Regions from separate parts of the Rattus norvegicus genome. Here region 1 is linked to region 2. The links are chromatin contacts, called in public Hi-C maps. All regions are on one chromosome and are shown on one strand. The core of a region is the stretch at or near the end of the contact, and the rest is flanking DNA. Distances in the headings are between cores, read along the strand shown. Region 1 overlaps Adk (adenosine kinase). Region 2 holds the start of Kat6b (lysine acetyltransferase 6B).

Region 1 (4,502 bases), core at 1,817-4,316, 120 kb after region 2:
ATGAGGAGAGACGGAAAAACTGCCAAGGGCTGGAAGCTGCTAACACCCAGGACACAAATGTAACACGGGAGGTTCTGTGGTACACTCTCCAACAGGAAACGACGAACTGTGCAGAGAGAGCACTCAGCAGGTCAGGGGCTTGCTGCCAAACCAATGCGTTCAGTCCTCGGAACATACACGGGCAGAGGGGAAGAAACGACCCCCCAGTGTTGTTCTCTGACCTCCACAGGAATGTGCGGACACCCCCACACAAAATAAAACACGGGGATCACTAGTGAGACCGGAATATATCCTGCTTGCATTTTGCACTGATGTATGTCAATTTTCTGATTTCGGTATTAAACTTCTGTTATTTAGGAGTTAACAGTAGGTGAAATGTGTTTTTGTTAAATCTACAGTTATTTTACCGTAAAAAGGTGAAGCGAGACATGGCGGACATGTCTGTAATTCTAGCAGTAGAGAAAAACAAGGCGAAGGATTCTGAGTTTGAGGACGATCAGGGCCACATGGCCAGACCTTATCTTAAAGGTTTCTGCCCCCTGATCACTCCTATCATCTCAGGTCTAGGGGGAAGAGCAAGGAGGACCAACATGAGTTCTAGGTCACCGGGATCCATAGTGAATTTAGGGCCAGCCTGGGCTATGGGGCCTGAGATCCTGTTTGGAAAAAGAAAGAAGGCAGGGCCGGAACGTTGGCCCAGGGGTGGAGACCACTTGCAGGGGACCCAGGCTCGATTTCCAGAAGCTGAAGCACAGGGCTGCTCATACTGCCTGTACCTCCAATTCTAGGGGACCCCAAGCCCTCTGGCCTCTGCAGGCGGTAGCACACATGTGGTGCACAAAGATAAACAGGGCAAAGCAACACAGACATAAAATAAAAGTAAACAAAACCAAAGGAGGAAGGGTTGTGGAGTGGAGGCATGTCCGTTGAAAGAGCTTACTGAAATTACTGCATGCTAATGCAGTAGTAATTTTGTTCCCCTTAAAGATTCTCATTTTAATTCTCCCTAAAACTTTCAATCCTGTAAGATGTTCCTCTAATCCCTAGTAAGGGACTAAAAGATATTGAGTACTTAAAACTCGACTATATATCTAATAAGGAGGAAGAAGATTTCTAGGGGGTGGGGGCGAGAGATGGACACTCAGGGTTGAGCTATGAGTCATTACAGGGCTCTAAAGGGGTCCCGGATTTTAATTTCTCTATACAGTAGGGACTACAACTTACTCAGAAACATTCACTGGGCCCTTCCTACCCTCGGCAGTCGGTCTCTTAGTACGTCTCATCTTGCAGATGAAGAGACTGACTGGAAGGCATCAAGGTTATGAACGGAAGCAGTACAGCCAGGACTGCCGACAGCAAGTCGCCCGCGGGGATCTCAGAGCTCGGAACCACTACTCCCAGGTTCCCCACAGACTGTGCTGCTCTGTGAGCTCTGTGATGTGCCTTGTGCTATTATCACACAAGTAGAGACCGCTCTTCCCCCAACGTTGAGGTATTTGGATACTACTTGGCTTTCATCAGACTCCTTCCAATACGCTAGGACAGGGTGGAGGAAAACACAGGGTTTGTAAGGAAGAGGGCCAGACTTGAGAATTGAGCTCTGCTTGCCCTGGCAGCACCAGTGAGCTGTGCGACGTGGAACAGGCCACAGAGCCTGTTTCACCTGTTGGCCTGACTCAACAACCTTCTCTCAAGGTTTCCAATATCAAATGTACACACTGGAAAGATGTCATAAACTGCAGCATTTTATAATGTGTACAGCTGTGCTTTTCTCAACCATGGATTCCCACAAGTTGCCCTCCGACCTTCATACCCGCACTGTGGTACGTGACACCCAGTGAATGAGTGAACGACGTCTTTTACAAACATTTTCCTCCTCATACTCTCTTGTTTTCATTTCATTTTCACCAAGCAGGTGACACAACTGTTTGTCCCAGTCTGTCCCAGCGGTGGCATTCCCACGCACTGCTCACTCAGTCCTACCATCTTCTGTGACCTGCCAGTCGCCAGTCAGGTCTCAAGCTACCTCCCTCACTCGACTCAACCCAGAGACTCGGGCCTTGTGGAGTACACGGTGCACGGTGTTACCACCGTGTTCCTTCTGGTGTGGAGGCCTCCGTCTCCTTGTTCCCCCTGTTTGAAGTGTGCCTTCTCGGCTGACTGCTTAACAGGCTTTTTTTGTCTTCTGTCACTGCTAGATAGCTCTAGAAGTCAGATTTTAACTCTCTTTCCCTTCTTTAAAAGTTTATTACTGTGGGGGTTGAGGACACACCTCCTCCATGGCACATGGCGGTGGCTCTGAACAGCTTCGAAGCATTGGTTTTTCATTCCTGTGTTTTTTCTGGGTTCTGGGGGGACAGTTTTAGAGAACGATCTGATCTGTGTCTCCTGATCCATTTTGAGAATTGTCCTCCTTTGGGACCCAGACACCCAGGAAAGCACCACTGGATCCCTTGCCAGTAGGACCCGACTTGGGTCTTATTTTCAGAGACAGTGACAGTTTACTGCAATCCTAAAATCTGTACAGAACACAGGAACCTAAGTGTCACTTTAGAGAGGTCCCAGGGGACCATCACTTCCTGAATATGCTGTGCAGATTTTCTCCTCACTGCCGATCAACGCAACTTTTTGAGATGATGCGTATGTATGTTTGCTCTGGGTACTGTCTAATAAAGTAGACATCATGCCCACAGGCTATGGGATACTAGGAATGTGTATAGGTCAGACAGGGTTGAGTGCATTTTGTTTTATTTTTAAAGACAGTCTCACTGTATTGTAGACTGGTATCAAATCCATGGATCCAAGCAATCCTCCTGCCTTAGCAGTCAGGGCAGCTGGTACTGCAGAGCTGCAGGTACTCCCGGCCTTGCCTTTTATTTTATGTAATGTTAAATAATCTTAACTTGAGCAGCCAAGTGTGATCACTGGACCGTGTAATTCTATACTGTGTCATTCAGTGTTACAAGGTGACTGAGTCTCTCTGGCCAGAGAAAGGCTGTGATGCTCGGATGTCCTGGGTAATCAGAAGCTGGCGGAAGGAGGGAAGAGGAATGAGATCACTCTGCTCCCCATGTGGAGAGAGCATTATGCTTTAGACACCTCCAAGAGAAGGAAAATCTCTGCTTGGAGTCATGCTGAATAAATGACTCAATGGTTTGAATTCCTTTCAAAAATTGGCACTTATTTCTGTTGTGGAGACAATGAAAATAGGGAGAGTGACTAAATTTAGGTTTTGGAGGTTTCTTTTCTCATTTTATTTAATTCACATCAATTTATGACAGTTTTTAAAAGGCTTTATAATGAAGCCTGCTTTTAAGTACCTTGTTTTTATTTAGATTCTAACAATGTAAACCTTTAATCAGTTCAGTTCACGAAAAAGAAGACTTAACAGCACACTGTACTCTGAGCTGTTTTTCCAGAATAATAAAAGGCCTCATGAAACTCTTTACCAAGAATTGTCATTTTAAATTCTTAGCAGGTCTGTCATTTAAATCGGGCGCTGTGCAATTTTCTATCACCTAAGTAGAGAAACCCACTCTCCTGCCTGTGCTCTGCCTACCTCCAGCTTCTATCTTTCTCCAGTGCTCTCCTAAGCTGCTGCTTCTTGCTAAAAAAATGCCCAATTCATTTTAAAGATTAAAGATGCTTACAAAAATAAAAGATTATCTAGAATTTGCAGAGAAACCCACCAGGACATCATAAACAATGCCGCAGAGGGTCTTTCCTGATGAATAAACACAGGTTATTTTTAGAGGTGTTGGGCTGGCCTTGTCGGCGGTCACATCACCGATGGCAACGCTCTGTGGTTTTGGGAAAGAATTGGAATTAATGACAGAAAATAAGAGAGGGCAGGGGTGCTGGTAGGAAGGAAGGATGTTTGCCATTCCTTTCCTTCAATCACCCCACTTGTCTTGTTTTCTTTCTTTCTTTCTTTCTTTCTTTCTTTCTTTCTTTCTTTCTTTCTTTCTTCCTTCCTTCCTTCCTTCCTTCCTTCCTTCCTTTCTTTCTTTCTTTCTTTCTTTCTTTCTTTTCAAGGTGTTCCAATATTAAAGTAGGAGAGAGGAAATACAAATGTTTGTCTGGTTTGTTACACTAGACTTGGGGACACTGGGCCATTTTCATAGACAGAAAATTGCTAAGATAAAGTGATTTAGTCTTGTTTTACTCAAGAGCACCACACTCTAACCTATGCTTTCATATTTTTCTCTAATGAAGTAAGACAACATTAATGACATTATAAAAACCACTGGATTTCTCAGCATTCCACACATTGCTTATATTTTTATTAATAACGCTGACTTGAGGCAACTCTGCTCATGGCTCGTAGATATCCTGCACTGCTGCTGATGCTTCTGGGGACCCGTAGAGGGGTGTACGTGCTTCCTGAATCTAACAGCACTGTTGGCATCACTGGTGGAGCTGGGTTCGTGCGTCAGACGGTAACGGGGCGGGTGACTACGGTGATTACTTTGCTTCCATGCTCTAATCCATTATGGCAGATA
Region 2 (4,793 bases), core at 1,715-4,214:
AACTACTCTCACATCAACATTCTCTCCCAACCACAAGTGTTCAAACTCCTCCATGGTGCATAGGTCACTAATATGGCCTTCTTCTGTCTTTACCCTGCCAATTCCCTTCACTCCCTGAACTGTGCCCAACCCAAAGTGCTACCAAATTTAAAAAAATACCAAACGTCCTTGCCCACAGTAGCAAGCCTCCATGTTTCTTCCAAGGGCCACTCTGGGTTCTCCCTGTTCCTGCCACACCTTCAAGACTTGGCTCAACTTTACTCCTAACAACCCCAGCCTATGAAAATTAAAGTCTCCAAAACACCTTTCTTGGTACAATGAAGCCTGAGGACACAGTCCATCAAATTATAGTACCCAGACCTATTTCCCATTGCTGCCCACCTCCACAGCTGCAGCCTTCCCCTAATTCTGCATCACCTGTCCCGATGAAATGTTCTAATATACTTTTGCAAATTACAAGCAGCCTCTCTCCCATTCCCTCCCCATTAAAGTCTTTTCTGCTACCTTAGAAAGTCTCCCAAACTTAACTAACCCATCCTTCCGTTTTCTTAATGTTTCATTTACCAAAGGGCCAGCAAACCGCTATCCTACGCCAACATTAGGATTCAGCCTGATACTTCTATCCCATCAAAGAAATTGTACCCGCTTCATGAACCTATCCCCAGGACGAACCAATACCCACTCAGCAATGCTCTCTCTCAACTCATCCACCATACCCAAATTCATCCTCAGTGTGACCCCAGTTAAATGCAATCTCGTCAGTCTGCAACACTTCACCAACCCTCACACAGCCCTTCCCACTTCACCAAAACCTCGCCCCTCCCTACACCCCCTTCTACACCTGTTTCTACAACCCCCGTTTCCTATCTCTTCAATTCTCCAATCCTGCCCACACCCTCGTCCGACCCTTCCAACCATCCTACCAGTTCACTCTTGCACAGAAATCCCCTCCCAGCCCATGCCTTAGGATTCCTCTGCCCCGCCTAGCCTGGCTTTGCCCAGCCCTCCCACTCCTGAGCCCCGCCCCTTACCCCCGTAGGCTCGGCCAGGGGCGGAGCTTGTTCCTCCTCCCTCCTCTCCCCCGCCCCCTACCGTCACGCTCAGGGGCAGCCTGACCCCGAGCGGCCCCGCGGTGACCCTCGCGCAGAGGCCTGTGGGAGGGGCGTCGAGGGTCCCCGGCAACCCCCCGTCGGTCCCCCGCCCGCCTAGTCTCCTCCCCCTGGGAACGCGCGGGGTGGGTGACAGACCTGGCCGCGCGCCACCACCACCGCGCCTGCCGGGGGCGCTGAAGCTGCCTGAGAAAGAAGCCACGGCTGCCGCCTGGAGGAGGTGCCGTAGCGCCCGCCACCGCTGCCGCCGCCGCCAGGGGTAGGAGCTAAGCCGCCGCCATTTTGTGTCCCCCTGTTGTTGTCGTTGACATGAATCCGACATGACACTGATTACAGCCCAATGGAGTCTCATTAAACCCGAGCCGCGGCCCCGCCCCGGCGCCGTTCCATTGGACGAGACCACGTACACTTAAGGCCAACCGTTGGCCTACGGGTCTGTCCGTCACCCACTAACTAAACACTCTGCCCCCCATTGGGGCAAGTTCCTGCCGGTCATCTCGCCTCCACATAGACACACCTCTCGACCCATCATTCCCCCCCACCTCCGGCACCACCCCGAGGGAGGGTCGACTGCCAGTACCAATCAACAGACCGCGGGGCCCGCCTTTTCCGGGCACCTATTGGTCCAGCCCTTTTCCTCTCTCACAGACACCGCGCCACCTCTACTTCCACCTACCCGCCCCCTCTACCTCTAGAAATGGATTGGATCGAGGCGCAGCAGAGGCGCTTGGCCTTATTGGTTGTACACAACGCCAATCAGGAGCCTTTTTCCTCTCCCCTCCCCCACTCAACCCCAAAGCCCCTAGCCCGCAGCTAAAGTTTGTGTGAGAGCTGATCGCTGGCGGCGGCCGCAGGATTTAGGGGTGGGCGCAGGCGGGCGCGCGCGGGCGGGCACGCGAAGTTAAAATTCGAGGTTCTCAGTCGCCTGCTCCCGCCGAGGAACGCGCGGACGGGCGCGCCGCCCGGAGCGTTCCATCCAGCCCCCTCCTCCACCCTCTCTCCTGTCCCGTCCCGGGCGACTACTCGCCCGCCCCCTGGCTCGCATCCTACCCCCCTCACATACCCCCTACCCTGCCAGCCTCAGGCCGGGTGCAGGCGGAACGATCTCGCTGCAGCCTCTTCGCCATCCCATACGGAGGGGGAGCAAGCCCCCTACCCGCCGGGCGTGCACCCCCGGCTCCGCACTCGCCCGTGTCTGCAAGCACGTGCACCATTCGCCGCTGCCTCCGGCCACCCCGGTCCCCGGCTAACCTCGCCTGCAGCCCGGCCAATCGCTTGGTGCCCTTTGTTGCTGCAGACCGGGTCTCCCCGCTGCCTTCCTCAGCCTCCGCCTCGTCCTTTGCCAGCCGCCCGGGTCCGCAGCGCCGCGCTCCCCCCGCCCGGGACCCACCGCCGCCGCCTCCTTCTCCTCCTCCGCCTCCTCCTCCTCGGCTCCGGGCTGCAGCGCACAGAGCCCGAGGCAGCGCCGCCCAGCCCCGCTCCCCCCGCGCCGCCCGCTAGCCCGCCTGGCCCGGCCGGGGGCGCAGCCCGGACCCCGCCCGCCCCAGTCTCCGCCCCGGGGGTACCTGCCTCCGCCCCGGGGGGCTCCGCTCACCGCCCTCGGGGGAGGGCGGAGATGCCGGTGTCCGAGAGGATGGGGATGCCTAGGCCGTTTTGGGGCGGGGAGTGTGTCCGCCAGGTCTGGGACTGAGGTGCGGTCTTCTTAAACGCGCCCCCCCTCCCGCCGCCGTGGGCCCCAAACTTCGTCCTTCTCCCCGGCCTTGTACCCTCGGGCGACCACGGCAGTTTTGGGGTGGGGGATGCCTCAGGAGCTGTGTCTACCCTGATCAGGAGGAAGAGGGAGCAGTGACATTCAGCGACTGCGGACAGGCATCCTCGGGTGGGAGTGGGGATGTCAGATGCAGGCTTGGAGAGGGAAGCTGCCCCTCAGGATGCCCTCTCCCGGCCTGCGGGAGGCTGGCGAGCTCGGAGCTGCGATCTGGGTGCTTCCTAGACTGTGCAGCTGGATGGCAAAGGGGCAGGGGGTTGGGCTGGGGGCGACCGCTGGGGGGCCCTTTCCTCGTCTCCAACCAGCGCTGTAAAGAAAGCTGATGGCGAAGTTCGGTTTTCCAGGCTTCCCCTGGGCCCCCGGAGTTCCTGAGGCCCATACGAGGGAGGCCGGGGGATCCTCTGGCCGCCTAGGCAAGGCTACTCGAAAGCTGCCCACATGCCTTGCAGCGCCCTCCGGACTCTGGAGAAAACGTCCCTACTCTCCCCAGAGTTAGGTGGGATGCTGGTAAGAGATACTTGAGAGTATGAGAAAGGTGGACTTGAGAAAAGGCTCCTCCTACAGAGTTCGAACGTTTCCCTTTCCCAGACCACTGTCAAGAAGGGAAACAAAACTATGTCCCGGGGAAAGCCAAGTTTCCCCGTGTGGTGGCCGGGGTGGTAAAACCACCTGTTGCCTCAAGTTCTGTCCTTGAATCAGGATGTTCTTGGGGCCCCTGATGAGGAGATGTAGGATGTCAAGGAGTAGGAATTTCAGTCTCCCTGCCCTGAATGACTCACATTTTTATGCCACTGACACTATTGCAGCGGTGTTCGACTCCCCATTAAAAACTACTGTTCAACTATGTAGGTACTTTGTTAGAACCAACAACCTCGGTTCCTATCTCAGACACAGCAGCAGCATCCCTGCGCATGCAGACAAAAATACACAAAGGCTACTATGGTATGCAAGCTCCCCTGCTTCTGTGTTTGGCAGCAAGGTGAAGAAGAAGCCAAGACAAAGGGCAGAGGTGAATAAAAGATTAAAAAAAAAAAAGGAGGGGGAGCAGAAGAGGTGTAACATTATACTCAGAACTGTCACCAGTTCCATTATAAACCTCTTTTATAGGTGTTTTATTACTTGGTTGTTAGTTTTTAAAACAAACCTCTTTAGATTAAATCTGGGCACTCTCAGGCTCAGCCCAGGGAAACAAAACACAAGGTAAACTCAGCCACTGATTGGCTTGGCAACTTTTGAGTTATATTACTGATGAAGGAAGCCCGGGGTTGGGTTTTCTAAGTTTCTTCCGGTCTGTTTCATTTAGGATCTTCAATAACTTGCTCAAGGAGAGTTTTTACAAGCCATTAGTCCTTAACTAATTAGTTCACTTAGATTGTTTCAAAGACAGGGCATTTATAAGGTGTGCTCTCCCCCCTTCCCATAATACAAGTGCTAGGAATTTTATTCTCCAAGAAGTTACAAAGTAAATTTAAGGATATTGGCTGACTCATTAGCCCTGCTGTTTTGCTTTGTAGCATTTCTGATAGTCTGCCCAGATGCACTTTTTTTTTTTTAAGTTACATCTTGGTCCCTTGGGTTGACATTTATTTTCTTCTTGAGACAAGACAAAGTCTTGCTCTGTAGACCAGTTGGCCTCAAGCAGTCCTCCTACTTGAGGACTCCCAATTGATAGAATTACAGATAGTAAACCACCACACCCAACCCTCTAACTGCATCTTATCTGGAGCAATAAAATAAACCATGTCTTAAAAACAAAGTTTAAAACTCTAGATCTCTATATTCGCACCAAGTATGATAAAGATACAAGTAAGAACAGTGAGAACCCAAGTCTCCGTTCACTCATTCCCACTGCCACCCAAAAGGAAACCCTAACACTTAGAGCTGTCACAGTGCTGGGGATGAAGCCCAGGCCTTTG

Evidence for each region. A called contact is a pair of places that touch in the nucleus more often than the background predicts.
Region 1: a Hi-C map of frontal cortex shows a contact between it and region 2, with 2.2 times the contacts expected there. The contact joins the enhancer-like site here to the promoter of Kat6b in region 2. A contact is called at or near these places in 2 of 12 Hi-C or Micro-C datasets (frontal cortex and mammary epithelial cells).

What each region holds. Positions count from the first base shown.
Region 1 is chr15:2,980,940-2,985,441 of GRCr8, forward strand. The region is part of intron 8 of Adk (adenosine kinase); the gene reads right to left. Among named protein-coding and RNA genes, the nearest start is that of Trnad-auc2, 41 kb to the left of the region's middle. Within about 2 kb of position 3,067, at least 10 of the 93 cell types and tissues checked have an H3K27ac peak or open chromatin away from gene starts, as enhancers often do.
Region 2 is chr15:2,858,479-2,863,271 of GRCr8, forward strand. Kat6b (lysine acetyltransferase 6B) reads right to left here and starts at 2,965. Exons shown (of 17, transcript XM_039093710.2): 1 at 2,675-2,965. It overlaps LOC102553460 (a long non-coding RNA gene), which reads left to right and starts at 1,229. Exons shown (of 4, transcript XR_596037.4): 1 at 1,229-1,368.